Linked DNA regions of Mus musculus: region 1 is linked to region 2. A link is a contact called in public HiChIP or PLAC-seq data. All regions are on one chromosome and are shown on one strand. The core of a region is the stretch at or near the end of the contact, and the rest is flanking DNA. Distances in the headings are between cores, read along the strand shown.

What was found. HiChIP or PLAC-seq counts read pairs in DNA pulled down with a chosen protein or histone mark.
Region 1: an H3K27ac HiChIP or PLAC-seq map of large pre-B cells shows a contact between it and region 2, with 4 times the contacts expected there. The contact joins two enhancer-like sites. A contact is called at or near these places in 3 of 484 Hi-C or Micro-C datasets (3T3-L1-derived adipocytes, Sertoli cells and cortical neurons) and 2 of 115 datasets of contacts at active chromatin or transcription factors (large pre-B cells and oligodendrocyte precursor cells).

What each region holds. Positions count from the first base shown.
Region 1 is chr12:99,307,565-99,313,893 of GRCm38.p6, forward strand. All of the region lies in intron 3 of Foxn3 (forkhead box N3), which reads right to left. It overlaps Gm46371 (a long non-coding RNA gene), which reads right to left. Exons shown (of 2, transcript XR_001780668.2): 1 at 3,915-6,329; 2 at 1,528-2,450. Among named protein-coding and RNA genes, the nearest start is that of Gm46371, 20 kb to the right of the region's middle. Within about 2 kb of position 3,912, at least 26 of the 459 cell types and tissues checked have an H3K27ac peak or open chromatin away from gene starts, as enhancers often do.
Region 2 is chr12:99,118,165-99,125,507 of GRCm38.p6, forward strand. No RefSeq gene overlaps it. Among named protein-coding and RNA genes, the nearest start is that of 4930474N09Rik, 41 kb to the right of the region's middle. Within about 2 kb of position 1,932, at least 8 of the 459 cell types and tissues checked have an H3K27ac peak or open chromatin away from gene starts, as enhancers often do.

The DNA.
Region 1 (6,329 bases), core at 2,662-5,161, 190 kb after region 2:
TTTAAGAAGTAATGATAAAGGGCATGTATAATATGTTCAGGATAAATTCTATTTCAAGGGCTGGAGAGATGGCTCAGTGGTTAAGAGCACTGACTGCTCTTCCAGAGGTCCTGAGTTCAATTCCCAGCAACCACATGGTGGCTCACAACCATCTGTGAGGGAATCCTATGCTCTCTTCTGGTGTGTCTGAAGACAACTACAGTGCACTCATATACATAAAATAAATAAATATATCCTTTTAAAAAATTCTATTTTTTCCCCCAAGTAAATATCCTTGGTTTTGTGGATGTTCAAGCGTGAGGGTGTAGAACCCAAAGATACCCAATCAGGAACCACACCATCATTTTCATGAATTCTTACAGAGGCGGAGCTCAGCAGCTTCCTGAGGAGTCTCCCTTCCTCTTCTTCTGCTCTAAAGAATCTGCTTCATCCCCATGAGGGGAGCTGAGGAGAAGGCGCACGGGCGGGCGGGCGGGCGGGCGGGCGGGCACACACGCGCGCGCACACACAAACACACACACACACACACACACACACACACACACACACACACACCAATCCAGCTCTGTCTCCTGTGTAAAATATACAGCATTTTCTCTAAATTAAACTCTATTCATGTTTAAAGCTAAGCCATACAGCTTAGATGGGAAAGATGGCTTACAGTGTTCCGGAGTGTGGATTAAAAGACCCCTATTTAATGGCATCTGCAGATTACATAAGATTAAATTTTTAGTACCCAGAAATAAAACTTTAGTGGACACAACAAACTTGAGTGTGCATGTATGTGTGTGTGTGTGCTAATTTTATACTATATATTTACTATTTTACTCTTTATAGAAAAAGCCTACAGACGCCTACAGTGAGGGGGGAAAAAGAGGCTAGTTCTTGGAGACAGAAATTGATTTTAGATGAACTTTAAACATAACAACTGAAACAAAGCAAACAACCCATTTGCCACCGTGAGGCCCCTAGTCTGGGCTGCTCGGAGAATGCATTATTCAGTGACTGCACTACCAGAATTCCCAGAAAATAGTCCCCATGGAATGCTAATTTCATTACTATTAAATTTCATAATCATGACTTGGAATCCATCTCCTTTCAGCTAACCCAACCCTCCCTCCACCTCCGCACATACAAATTCAAACTGTTTTTGCTTCGACTGTCTCTCTCCTCCCTGCTGTTATGAATGGAACAATCTGGGGGCTCCTTAGATCATCTGTGTAAATCTACACCAGTGTTTAAGTGGAAATAATTCTGGTTGTTCAAATCAAAGCATGCAGACTGTTTTCAGGGCTGAGGGGAGTATGGAATCAATTACGGTGGGTGTGTGAGTAAGTCTGCCCACTAGCTAAGGCTAGACAGAGCGTGAGCCCCTTGAGGAAGTCGGATCAGAAGAAGGTGTGGGCATGCTCACGCTCGCTCGCTGATTTTGTTGCTCTGTCCTTTGGGTGCCGCGCTTAACACTGCTTGCAGCTTTTCCTGTAGCTCCCTAGTTGCTTGACTTTTGCCTCATTGCCTCATTCTGGTGTGTGTGTGTGTGTGTGTGTGTGTGTGTGTGTGTGTGTGTTTAAGTGAGACAGGTGGACCTTTCTCAAGCTCGTCCCCACCCTAGTTTTTGGGACAGTACCTCAAGGAGTTCTCCAACCTGGCTAACAGGGCTGGTCAGGCCCCAAACATCCTGTTTCTGCTTTCCCTGTGCCAGGATGACAAACCCACAAACCTGGATCTGGCTTTTAGGAGGGTTCTGGGAATGGCTCTCACACCTGCACGCAGCGTCTCACCCTTGAGCGAGCTCCTCAATCCCAACATACATGTTTTGGATGTATTTTGCATGTATTCTGCATGTATTCTGCATGTTCACAATGAGATTACCCAAACCATCCCAATCCCACTGCCAACCAAACCTTTAAGGAGTGCTATCTTTTAAGCCATCTAGGATCACTTAGGAATAATCCTATAGTAATCACTGATCAGCAGAAAACCAGCTCACCTTTTGCCGATACACATAACCCTTGGGTGCAGCACACTGGCATGAGAAAGAGAGAAAAGACTGCCAGACCCTGTCAGTATTCAAGACCACAGCACTTCTAGAAGATCCAAATGGACAATGAGAAATTGTATTTATTCTCCTGCTTATAAATGACAGAACTACTCGTCCTAAGATGGTTGTGAATCTTCTAGACTTAGCTGAGGATACCTCCTTGCTCTGTTTTCAGCAGGCCCACCATGCTGGCTGAAAGAATGGCAGTATTTCCAGTCTGCAGTGGGAAGGGCTGCTAGGAGGGCTGAGGACACCTGGTGAGCGAGCACACTGCTCTCCTGAGGCCGGTGGCACACCTCTTACCACACATGCCTACACTGATGGTCAAGCTGCCCAGCAACTGGGAGAACCGATGAGCAGATCACAAAAGGCACCCGTTTCAAATAACCAGTGACCTACCTAGCTTGGCCTGGAAAAAAAAAAAAAAAGAGACACCCAGAAACCTGAAGGTCAGTTATCTCCTACAACTCTGAGGAGGAAGTGCATGCAGAAAGCACTGGAGGCCAAAAGGCAGCTGGGATCTGAAGGGGAAGCTAGGGTGCAAGCAGAGGGGCTCAGCTTGTAGAGAAAACAACGGTGTCACGGCAGAGGGCAGGCACAAACAAGCACGCCCTGAGATGGGTCCCAGAAGCCTGGACACCTGTTCCCTAGCTGTGAGCATACACACTGGTCTGAGCATACACATTGTTCTGAGCAGACACACTGGTGTGAGCAGACACACTGGTGTGAGCAGACACACTTGTCCGAGCAGACACACTGAGCACATGTGTGCAATGTCCCAGATGAATATTCCAGCCCTGCTTATTATTCCCTTATGTAGGATAGTTTAAAAGTTTCTTTTACAGAAGACCCCAAACTACAAAGTCAGGTTTGAGGGTCCCCCACCAGGGTCACCCCTTTATAGGCCATTCTACTTCACTAGGTCTCTCCCGTGTGAGAGGCTTGGGATTACTGTAGCTCCTGTGGATCAATATTCTAGGACCCCAAATCTGTGCTTCTGGAAGTGCTCTAGCATGCTCCATCTGTCCTGGACCTCGTCACAGCCCTATAGAGGACAGAAACAGGGAGGCCCCAAATCTAAGCCCCAGCCTCTCCCATCACACAGGAGATGCTGATAATATACGTGTGTGTGTGTGTGTGTGTGTGTGTGTGTGTGTGTGTTCATGCTCGTGCGTACGCGTGCATCTCATGGCACAATCTATGCTTTAACTAATGTAAAGGAACTCAAAAGCTTCGTTTACTGGTTCGGGGCAGGGAAGGGCGGAGCCACAGATGAGCCAGGAGCGGTGGAGATGGCTTTCTATGCAGTTTTCCCAGCAACAGCGGGAGTTAGGTTGGAAACATGGTCCAAACCATAAAACTGAATTTTGTAAACATGGGCATCTGAGTTTGGATTCCTGGCTGTTTCGAACGAGCAAGATGCCTCAGTGTCATCTCAGTGTAAAACTCGGTGTCATTACAAAGTCTGTAATGTCAGATTACACGTGCGGCGTTTCCAGTGTGGGGATATCCAGACGATGCAGACCCTTGTGGGAAAGTCTACCACATGACTGAAAGAATAATGGTGACTAGGAAACACAAGGAGGGCTCTCAATCCCTGCAAAGATTACAGGAAAAAAAAGTGGCCCACCAGCTCAGCTTCAGGAATGAATGTAGATTCTATTCCAGGGCTTATAAGGATGAACCCAGGCTTTAGAATTCACCAAAAGCTGTCTCAGCTCCACTTGTTCCCCTGATGCAGAGAAGACAGTTTTTCTATTTCATCCACATAATGGAGACACACCAGCATCTAGGCCGCCATGCTGTTAGCATTTCATTTACAGACTTAGCATAGCACCCAGCTTAAAGTCAGGGTCACAGATGTTACCAGCACCTGCAGCAGCCATCTGCCAATATGCTCTGTGCCAGGGCCCATGATCTTCCCCTCAGCTGCCCTGTGGGCTAACTGCTCAAAGCCACGACTTTAACAAACTGCTCTCAGCTGAAGATTCCAAGAGGCCACAGAGTTCCAAGATAAATGGTTGACAGTGTAAAAGCCTGGTCTTCTGGTCCCAAGGGGGATTTGCTGGTGTAATTACACTCCAGTCGAGGCCAAGGCTCAACTTTAGGCCTTCTTTGCTTGGTCTCTCTTCATCTGCTGTGTTAGTCCCTTCCCTGACCCCCAATACTCCCTCAGCAAATCCCTCACATGCAAACCTGGCTCAGGCTCTGCTCCTAGAAAATCCAACTCAAGATTTGACTGAAATGACTATTTTTATTATCAGGCAAAGGTGCCAAGTCTCAGCATGTTTACTGAGGCACAGTTATAATACCAATTTACAGAGAATAACCTAAATCTACATATGGGGACATTAAACATGGGGCATAAAAGAGCATCTCACACGTTAATGTTGATGCACATGGCACACTCTTGAGGGAAATATTCACACTCCAAAGTACCACCTATTTTATTCATAAACCATGTATGTAAAGGTACAGTAACTTATTAACAGGTAGTCCATACCAGGTTGTCTCTCTCTTTGCCTGCAGATCAGGATGTTTAAGCTCATAGTCACTTCCCCAGCACCATGCGGGCCTCTATGTCACCATGCTGCCCACCATGATGGCCATAGACTAACCCTCTGAAACTGTAAGCAAGCCCCCAATTAAACACTTTCTCCTGTAAGTAGCCTTGGTCATGGTGCCTCTTCACAGCAACAGAACAGTGACTAAGACAATCCATGTTGGTAATAGTGCTATTCTCAGTACCCAGGAACAGTCCAAGGAAGTGCTGCTCGCTGAGTAACTGGAACACACATACAAAGGGAGCATTAGCTTTGAAAGGGAAGAAAATCCTGACACCTAGCTGCTATAGCATGTACAGATCTCAGAGGCAGTAAGAAGCCAGCCAGGCGTGAAGAAGTCAGTACTATATGATCGGATGAGATGCCTACTGTGGTCAGACACGGAAATAGAAAACAGAATGGTGGCTGCCTCAACCAGATCGCATCAGTTTTAAAGGTGAGAAAGTTCTAGAGGTCATATGAACAATACCGCAAGTACACTCAACATGACAGAACCATACACATGGTGGTCAGACATGGCAGGGTCCACCTGTGTTCCCCACACTTGAAAGATAGAAACAGGAGGATATAGGGCTCGAGTTTCTAAGCTGACAACACAGTGAGTCCCAGTCCACCTTGGGCTGAGATCTGAGACCCAATATCCCCCCATCCCAAAATAAACACAAGTGATTATGGGATCTTCTGCTATATATTATTTGACTACAATTTTAAAATAAGAAAAAATTAATAGTTTTCCTGTGATGTAAAACAACATGGAAATAGGGGTGGTTTTAGAGTGTTTTGTGTTCCTCCACCTGACTACTCTACACGAGCATGAGCTAAGGTTTGAACACGCTGTGCTTCACACAGACTCATGTATTGTGTAACTGGCTCCTAGCTATTGCCATTCTTTTGAGGGGTGATGTAACTTCAGAAGGTGGGGAAGGTAGTTCATTGGTGACATACCCTAAAAAGAGATACCCCTGCCCACCCCCTCCATTCTTAGCTCCAAGATAAGCAAATCTGCCAGGCCACATCCTTGGTGTCATGGTCTGCCTGACCATGGCCCAGAAACAGCAGAAACGACTACCATGAATGGGAACCTCTGAAACAGTGAGTCTAACTTACATCTCCATTGTGTTTCCCTACATAGTGGTCCAAGTTGCACTTAAACTCAGGACCTCCCTAACTCCATCTCCTGAGTCCTTGGATTGTTATACTATAATCACTTCCCTCTTGAGTTGTCTCCTAGAGCAACCAAGTCTGTACACTAACTTACTGATCAGAACATTCAGTAAAGCTATTTTATTTCTGGGGAAATAGAGATAAATTACAAAAGGATAGATACTTGGCTACACTAGGATCAGTACTTGCCGGGCAATGGTGGCGCACGCCTTTAATCCCAGAACTTGGGAGGTAGAGGCAGGTGGATTTCTGAGTTCGAGGCCAGCTTGGTCTACAGAGTGAGTTCCAGGACAGCCAGGGCTACACAGAGAAACCATTTCGAAAAACAAACCAAATCAACCAACCAAACAAACAAAAAATCAGTACTTTAGGGTTGGGGGTTGGAGACGGGCCATGTGTAGGTCTAGGTTTGCCAGCTGTGGCCCATTAGAATGCCCAGGTTGCCCAAAATGTCTTCTAATTCTCTTTCTTTTACTGGGACCAATTCTAGGCTCTCTCCTACACTACGCAAGTACTCTGCAACTGAGTTACATCCTTAGATTCCTGCCCAAATTTTCTTA
Region 2 (7,343 bases), core at 682-3,181:
ACTCCAGAACTCACAAACGAGAATGGAGTACATCTAAGGAAAGTTTAAGGACGTAATTAATAAAGATAAAATTAGACTCTAAAAATGGAAGTTTAAAAGAGTAAAATTGGTTCAGAATCTAGTTTTCAGCTACATGCAGAAAAATAATACGGATCTGATGGTCTACCTAGAAAATCTAATGCAGTCAACCAAAAACTCACAAATAATATCAGAAATAAGCAGGATACAAGACGATTGGCTTCCCTTTAGGATCATAGCTCTCCTTTACTCTCGCACTAATTGATGAGATGCCTATTAGCAACAATCAGACTAGCAATGGAAAGTATTTTTAAATACCTAATGGTAGCAAATGAATATGCGTAAGATTTTTCCAGGGAAGATTATCACTTGCTCAGGAGGAGTGAACAAATAGAGGGCGCTCTAAGGTCTGCTTTTGGATTCAAATTCGTCACAGTATCTGGTTCTCTCCCACCAAGCTGCCAGTGTTTAAATCAATTGTTATGGAATTTCAAAAGCTGATCCATCTGGCAAAATAAATGCACAAGACAACCCAGTTTTTTAAGAAACCCTACCAGACACCTAAACCTATAGGAAAGTATACAAAAGGTAGAATATTGTTGGAGAAATGATGGCTCTGGAGGGTGAGGTGGAGTCTAGAACTCAGGATATGACAAGGACGGTGTTTAACGTGAGTAGAGGAAGGCTGTTGGTGAACACACATTACACAACCGTTTTCCTAGGCTCCGGGAGAGCTAATGTTAACTGTCGACTTGACAAACTCTGGAGTCACCTGGGAGACTATGGGGGAGGATGCTGATGCAGAGAGAGCCATCTTAGTTGTGGGTGGAACCATCCCTGGGCAGGGGATTCTGAACTGTGTAAAATGGCGCCGGCAAGCAGATAGCAGAGACAATTTCCCAGACAAGATGGATTATGTCTTGAACTGTGAGCTAAAATAAACCCTCCCTCCCTCAAGTTGCTTTGATCAGAATATGACGTTACTGTAGAAACAGGAAAAGAGGCTAAGATTGATTACATGTTTTTAAAACTTGGGAAGTTGATTATCTATTTGAGGAAAATACACATTACCCATACTCCAGGCAAAGACCTAAGACTTTAAAAAGTATCAAATAAAAACAGAAAATAATTACAGTAGAATAGTTGTTTGCTTTTTTAAGTGACAGGGATGGCTTTCCTAAGCATAAAATTGAAGCACACTAAAGGTCAACCATTTATCTACATAAAATATAAAATGTGCATGCTACAGAGGCTGCTCCAAACAACGCAAAAGAAAAGGTAGAGACAAATAAAATTGTAAAATTTTGCAGTAGTTTGGAAATATATAAACTGGCAACTTTATTAAAGTCTATAAGTCGGTAGAAAAAACACATCCCAGTGAACTGAGAAGTCACAAAAGGAAAAAAATATAGGCTCAGCCAAGAAACTCCGGTCTTGTAAGTGCTTAAGAAAATATACATATACACACCACATACACAAGGGAGAGAGGGAAAGAGAGAGGTAAGGAGGGGTAGAAGGAGAGGGAGAGGGAGGGAGGGGGAGGGAGAGGAAGGAAGGAGCAAAAGGGGAGGTGGGGCATGCTGAGTCAATGCTCTGACTCCCGTAGAATAGAAGCAATGAGAGTCCATTTCCAGCTTTGTCCTCAAACAGAGGTCCTTTTCTCAAAGGACAAAAGCAAATGTTCCGACTCAGTGGCTGCCTGCGGCCGCCCTAGCTTGCCTTTTTAGGTGGTCATGAGACAGATCTTCTATCCTGTTGATCCTCAGAATTCCCTGAACTTCAGAGTTCCCTGCATCTGGGAAAAACAGACTTTCTGGTTCTACCTAAGAGCTCGTGACTTCCCAAGACTGAGTTGGGGCAGGACTCGGTTTCTAAGAAGTTTCCGGATGATACTTATTACGGGTACCTCAGGCCAGACTGAGCCCGCCTACCCACCAACATCAGAGTACTTGTGCTCCTTCTGGGCAAAAGGTCAGGACAGCATAAACTGGGAGGAAAGGCCAGCCATCCTGAAACAGGTAAGGATCACAACAAAGAGACAGACCGCAAGCACTGAGCCTTTAACCCATGGCCCCGTAGCCCCGTGGCCCACTAAAAACATGCTTGGACATTAAAACGCCAGATTATGCCACAAGGCCAAGATGTGTATAGACCAAGAGCCCCTTATTACTGTGGCTTGTGGGGTTTGACATGGCTGAACAAATGCCAAACAAAAACCAGCAGGGAAGGGGGAATTGATACCCAAAAGAGCCTAAATACGCCTCCATGCCTCCCTTGTTCTTAGCAGACTTTAGAAAATCAATTTTGGAGGACACATGGCTGAGCAGCACAATCTTAGCTTTCTACCAGCTTCCTGAAACAAACACCTCTGATGTGTGAGCTCTGATAACTGGTGTCTGGATTCCTTTGCGAAAAGTTGAAGACGGCTATCGGTACCAATGAAGATTCATTCTGAGAGCCCACAGCTACTGCGGGAGCACTGATGGGGAGAAAGGCTTGCCTTCTTTATCTTTACTGTGCCTTCCTTGACTCCCTCTGCCTTTGGATCACTCTGTTCATCTCTGTGAGTAGACACGTGAGCCATTTAAAATATTTTGTTCAGGTTGGGGGGTAGCTCAGCTGGTGAAGCTTGTCATGTGGGCAGGAGAACCTAATCTCCAGGGCCCATGGTAAAGCCAGATGTTGCAGCATGTGCCTGCCACTTTTAGTTCCGGGGGAGGCAGCAGCAAGAAGATTCTGAGAACTTGCAGGACAGCAGTCTTAACAAACGGGTAAGCGCCAGGTTTGGGGACAGATACTATCTCAAAATATAAGGTGGAGAGCAACTGAAGACATCTGATGTCTACCACTGGCCTGTACACACACGTATGCATGTATGTGCACCTGCACATGTGCGTACACACACACACACACATGCATACACAAACACATCAAAACAATAAAAAAAAAGACAAATGTGTGTTTTATCCAAGACTATAATAACCACATTCATGACTAATGGCCAATTACCAAATGCTAGCCCACCCCGGCAATCAGTGAGCGCCTGCTGCTCCCTTCGCTAAGCCAGCTGGGATTCAGGCATGTGTCCCGACAGCCCATTGTATGCAATATCAAATACAAGACTTTGTGCAGACTGGGCAAGTACTCCACCAACTGAGCTACATCCTGACCCAATGTTAGCTTTCCAGGCTCTTAAGCAAAAAACAAAACAAAACAACCAGATTATTTACTTCTATTTTGTGAATCTGAATGTTTTGCCTACGGGTGGTTAAGTGAAGTATGTATGTACCCGGTGACCATGGAGATCAGAAGAGGGCTCGTGATGCCCTGGAACTGGAGTTGATGATGATTATAATCATCCATACGATGCTGGGAACTGAGCCTGGGTTCTCTACAAGAGCATCAAGGCCTCTCAAACCTCCAGCCATCTCTCTGCCCCCTACTTTTAATTCACACACCAATAAGAACTGTGCCCAAGGGAGGCATTTATTAATATTCCTTTACTTGAAAATCATAATAAAAAAGTGGAGAGAAGCCTAAATGGTTGTTGTTCTTGAAGAGGACCCAGGTTCGGTTCCCAGCAACCACATAACTGCTCACAACCATCTATAGCTCCAATCCCAGAGCATCTGCATCTACACTCTCTTCTGGCCTCCGCGGGTACCAGACAAACATGCTGGTGCACAGACAGACATATGTGCAGGCGAACACTCACATACATAAAATAAAAAGCAGAAAATGGAAGACTTTTTAATAACAGTAAAAGTGTTAAAAATTCAAGCCAAGTGGCAGCCATCTTTTTCAGCTGTACAGTGTAATTCTACATAGGTAGAGACACCAACAAAAGTGGCTTAAGTCCATTTTTCCCATTATATAGAAATTTTAAAGGTAACCTGGCCCCATCTCTTTCCCCTCAAAGTTCTTCTCTTCCTTCTGAGGGTGGGGGTGGGGGTGGGTGAATGTTCTGACACCTGCAGGAATAGATCAGTTCTGTACTACTACATTAGCTCATCACTGCGTTGTTCCCAAGAGGAGAGAGTCTCAAGCCAGGCAAATAAACCATTTCCTGGGGAAATGTATTGAGGATGCTACTGGGAAGTGGGGCAGGTGAGAGAGAGGTATGGTGTGTTCTGAGAAGGAATTGTCTCCTAGTTCCCACAAATGTATTCGTTGTTAAGAGGTGAGGTGTAGAAAAGCTTGTCTGTGTTTCTCCAGTAGCCTCAGACAATACCCAGTGATCACTGGGATGCCTCAGGAGGCAGGATAGGTTCCACAGGAGAGTAGGGGAAGGGCTGAGGCACAGGATCCATACTGCACTGCACAGGTTGGTAGATTGGGAGCTTTAAGAAGTTGTAGGTTCTCTTGAAGACAGAGTCTAACTCGTGAGGAGTGGCATGGAGCCCCTCTGGCTGCAGAGTGGGAAACTAGAATGGGGCACACCTGGAGGCAGGACTTCAAGCAAGACCTGTCAAGGAAGACTGGTAACCAGGGTAGAGATGGTACGTTCCAGCACCCCACAGCTCGACCTGCTGATGTGGTAGGGTGATTAGTGTTCTATTCACCACGTCAGAGAGTCCCAGGAAGGAGACATTGCTTAGGGAGCCCCACATTTATACTCTGGCATCCTCTCTAGCTTCGATGATGTGACTGTGATAGAATATCCTGACAGAAAGGCGCACGGGGAGAACGAGTTTATCCTGCGTACAGCTTCAGACCATAGTCCATCAGTGAGAGCAAGTCAAGGCAGGGGCTCAGGCAGCTTGTCACATCTCATCCACAGTCAAGAGCACAGAGAAACAAAGGCACCAATCTTTGCTCACTTTGTTCTCAGATAGCCCTCTCTACTCTTGTATAGTCCAGGACCAAAAGCTAGGGAATGGTACCACTTACAGTAGGCTAGTTCTTCCTATATCGATTAACAGCTAAGATAATCCTCCACAGACAGGCCCATAGGCCAACCTGATCCAGACAATTACTCAGTCAAAACTTTCTTCCCAGGTGATTCTAGGCTGTGTCAAGTTGGCATTCAAAACTAAACCAGAACAATGACTTCCTTATGCTTTTTAATCTGGAATCCCTCAAAATCAACCCCCGCACCCCCCTCCCCCGCCATCTTCTGTATTCAGAGCAGCTGATTATCTACAAGAGACCCTCAACAAAGTCTGCCGTGTTGGTGTTCCCTTAGAGAAAGAGTAGAGAAAGTGGTAGACCCTTGCCTGAGATTCTAGCCACTCCCCGCTGCTCTCTTTTAGCGGTGAGGAACCCTTGTCCCAGCTATGCATGGTCTCCAGAGATCGTAAGTCAACTGAAGAACAGTGGATTCCATTTATGCAGCCATGTGACTTTTTTTTTTTAATGATACTGCTGTCTGAGGACCAGCCACAGTCCTGCAACTGATCCTCGCCAATGCCCCCGTAAAGAAGTCTGGTAACCCGTTCTTTCACCAAGAAAGACATGAGTGAAATCATTCCTCTGCCTTGTCATTCATAACTCCCCCAGGAAAAGTTGATGCTACAGGGGTCAAGGTTCTTGGCTATGGCTTTGAAACCTCCTGGCTCAGCTCCACCAAGCCAGGAGTTAAGAAAGGGGGGAGAACTCGGTCTTGTCTCCTGGGGAAAGAGGCAGCTGCCGGGCCAAGTCTCATCCGCCTTGCTTATTCTGCATTTTTGGGTGAGCTGTTTTTGTTTAATGTAAGCAGAGCAAATCCATCCATAGCAAAATCAGAGAAAATAACTTGTTGATGTGTAAACCAGGATGTCACAAATAACCCTGTTTGTTTAATTATAGCAGGCTGAGTGCTGTGAGCAGCAATGGGGGTGGCGGCCGCGGTGGCGCTGCTAGGGGAATTCAGGATACCACTGCAGGCTACTCGGAGGCCTGCGGAGGAGACCTGGAGGAAGAAAAAAAAAAACGTGTGTGTGTGGAGCCACGTGGATAAACTGGGACACATATGGTGCATGAGTCAGGCTCAACTGAGTGGGTAGACAGCTTTCAGTGCTAATGGGAGCCTGCTGTAGAGTGCTAGACAGATAGATTAAAACACAGGTGAAAGAATGAAGCGGATATGTGGAAATAAGGAGGCTGTGCACTCAGCAAAGTGGCTTCCTGAGTAGTTGCATCATGGACACCGTGCTCTTCCCATGAACGCATCAGTGTTGTAGAGGTCAGAGGTCATAGAAGAGTGGGTGTCATACAAAGGTCTCCTGTCTCTCTCTATCAGATGTTACCATCCTGCCTGTCTTGGTCCATCTTGTGTTTCTTCCTTTCCTTCCTTCTTCCATTTTCTTTTGTTGGGGGTGGGTGTGGCTCAAGACAAGTGTTCTCTGGCTGTCTTGGAACTCAGGCCTCTGCTAGGGTTAAAAATGTGCACCACCCCACCCAGCTCTCTTCCTCCTTCTTCTCCTTCTCCATTCTCCTCCTCTTCTTCTTCCTCCTTCCCCTCCTCCTCTTCTTCCTTAAAAGTAATTAACTATTTTGACCTGGAACTAATGATGACCAGGCTGGCCTTGAACTCTAGAAAGCTCCACCCTCCCCAGCTGGAATAAAAGGTGAGTGTCACCATGCCCAGACATTTAGCTTCTATAACAAAATAGCCAAAGCTGGGTAACCTGCAACACGAAGGCCTTTGTTTGGCTCATGCTTCTGGTGGCTGGAGGGTCCAGTAGCATGACATCACCATCCTTGTGAGGAAGAAAAATGACCTCACATAGAAAAGGACAGGCACGTCCTTATGTCATAAGACTTATGAAAACTTGCACTCATGAGAGTTGATTGCACACAACTGATCCAGTTCTACAAGGCAGCATTAATTTATTAAGTGCGATCAAACCCCTAGCACCTTCCACTAGGTCCCACTTCTTAAAGGTCCTACCATCTTGTATGTGTGCTGACATGTCTGCAGCCCCCAGGACCAGCACTTTCATGATTGCTCCTTGGTTTGGGCTGTTTTGTTGTTTGTCCATTTGTTTCTTTTCCTGCATTGATTCCCAGCACACACTGCAAATCACAAAACCATGAGCCATACAGTTGGACCCTTACAGGACATGCCTGGCTCTTTGATATTAGCCAAAGTTCCTTTTGTCCTAGCCTATGTATGCCTCTTGTAGGCCAGCAGGATGGCTAAGCTGGTAAAGGCTCTTGCCACCAAGCCCGATGACCTGAGTTCAATTCTAGGACCCACATAGTAGGAAGAGAAAACCAACTCCCATAAAATGCATTCTGACCTCCATGCATGTACCCCCTCCACACACATACACACAATAAAATTTTAAGGTATTTTTTAAAGTGTCCCTTATTGTGACCCTGAATTATAGAGCTCAATCTGC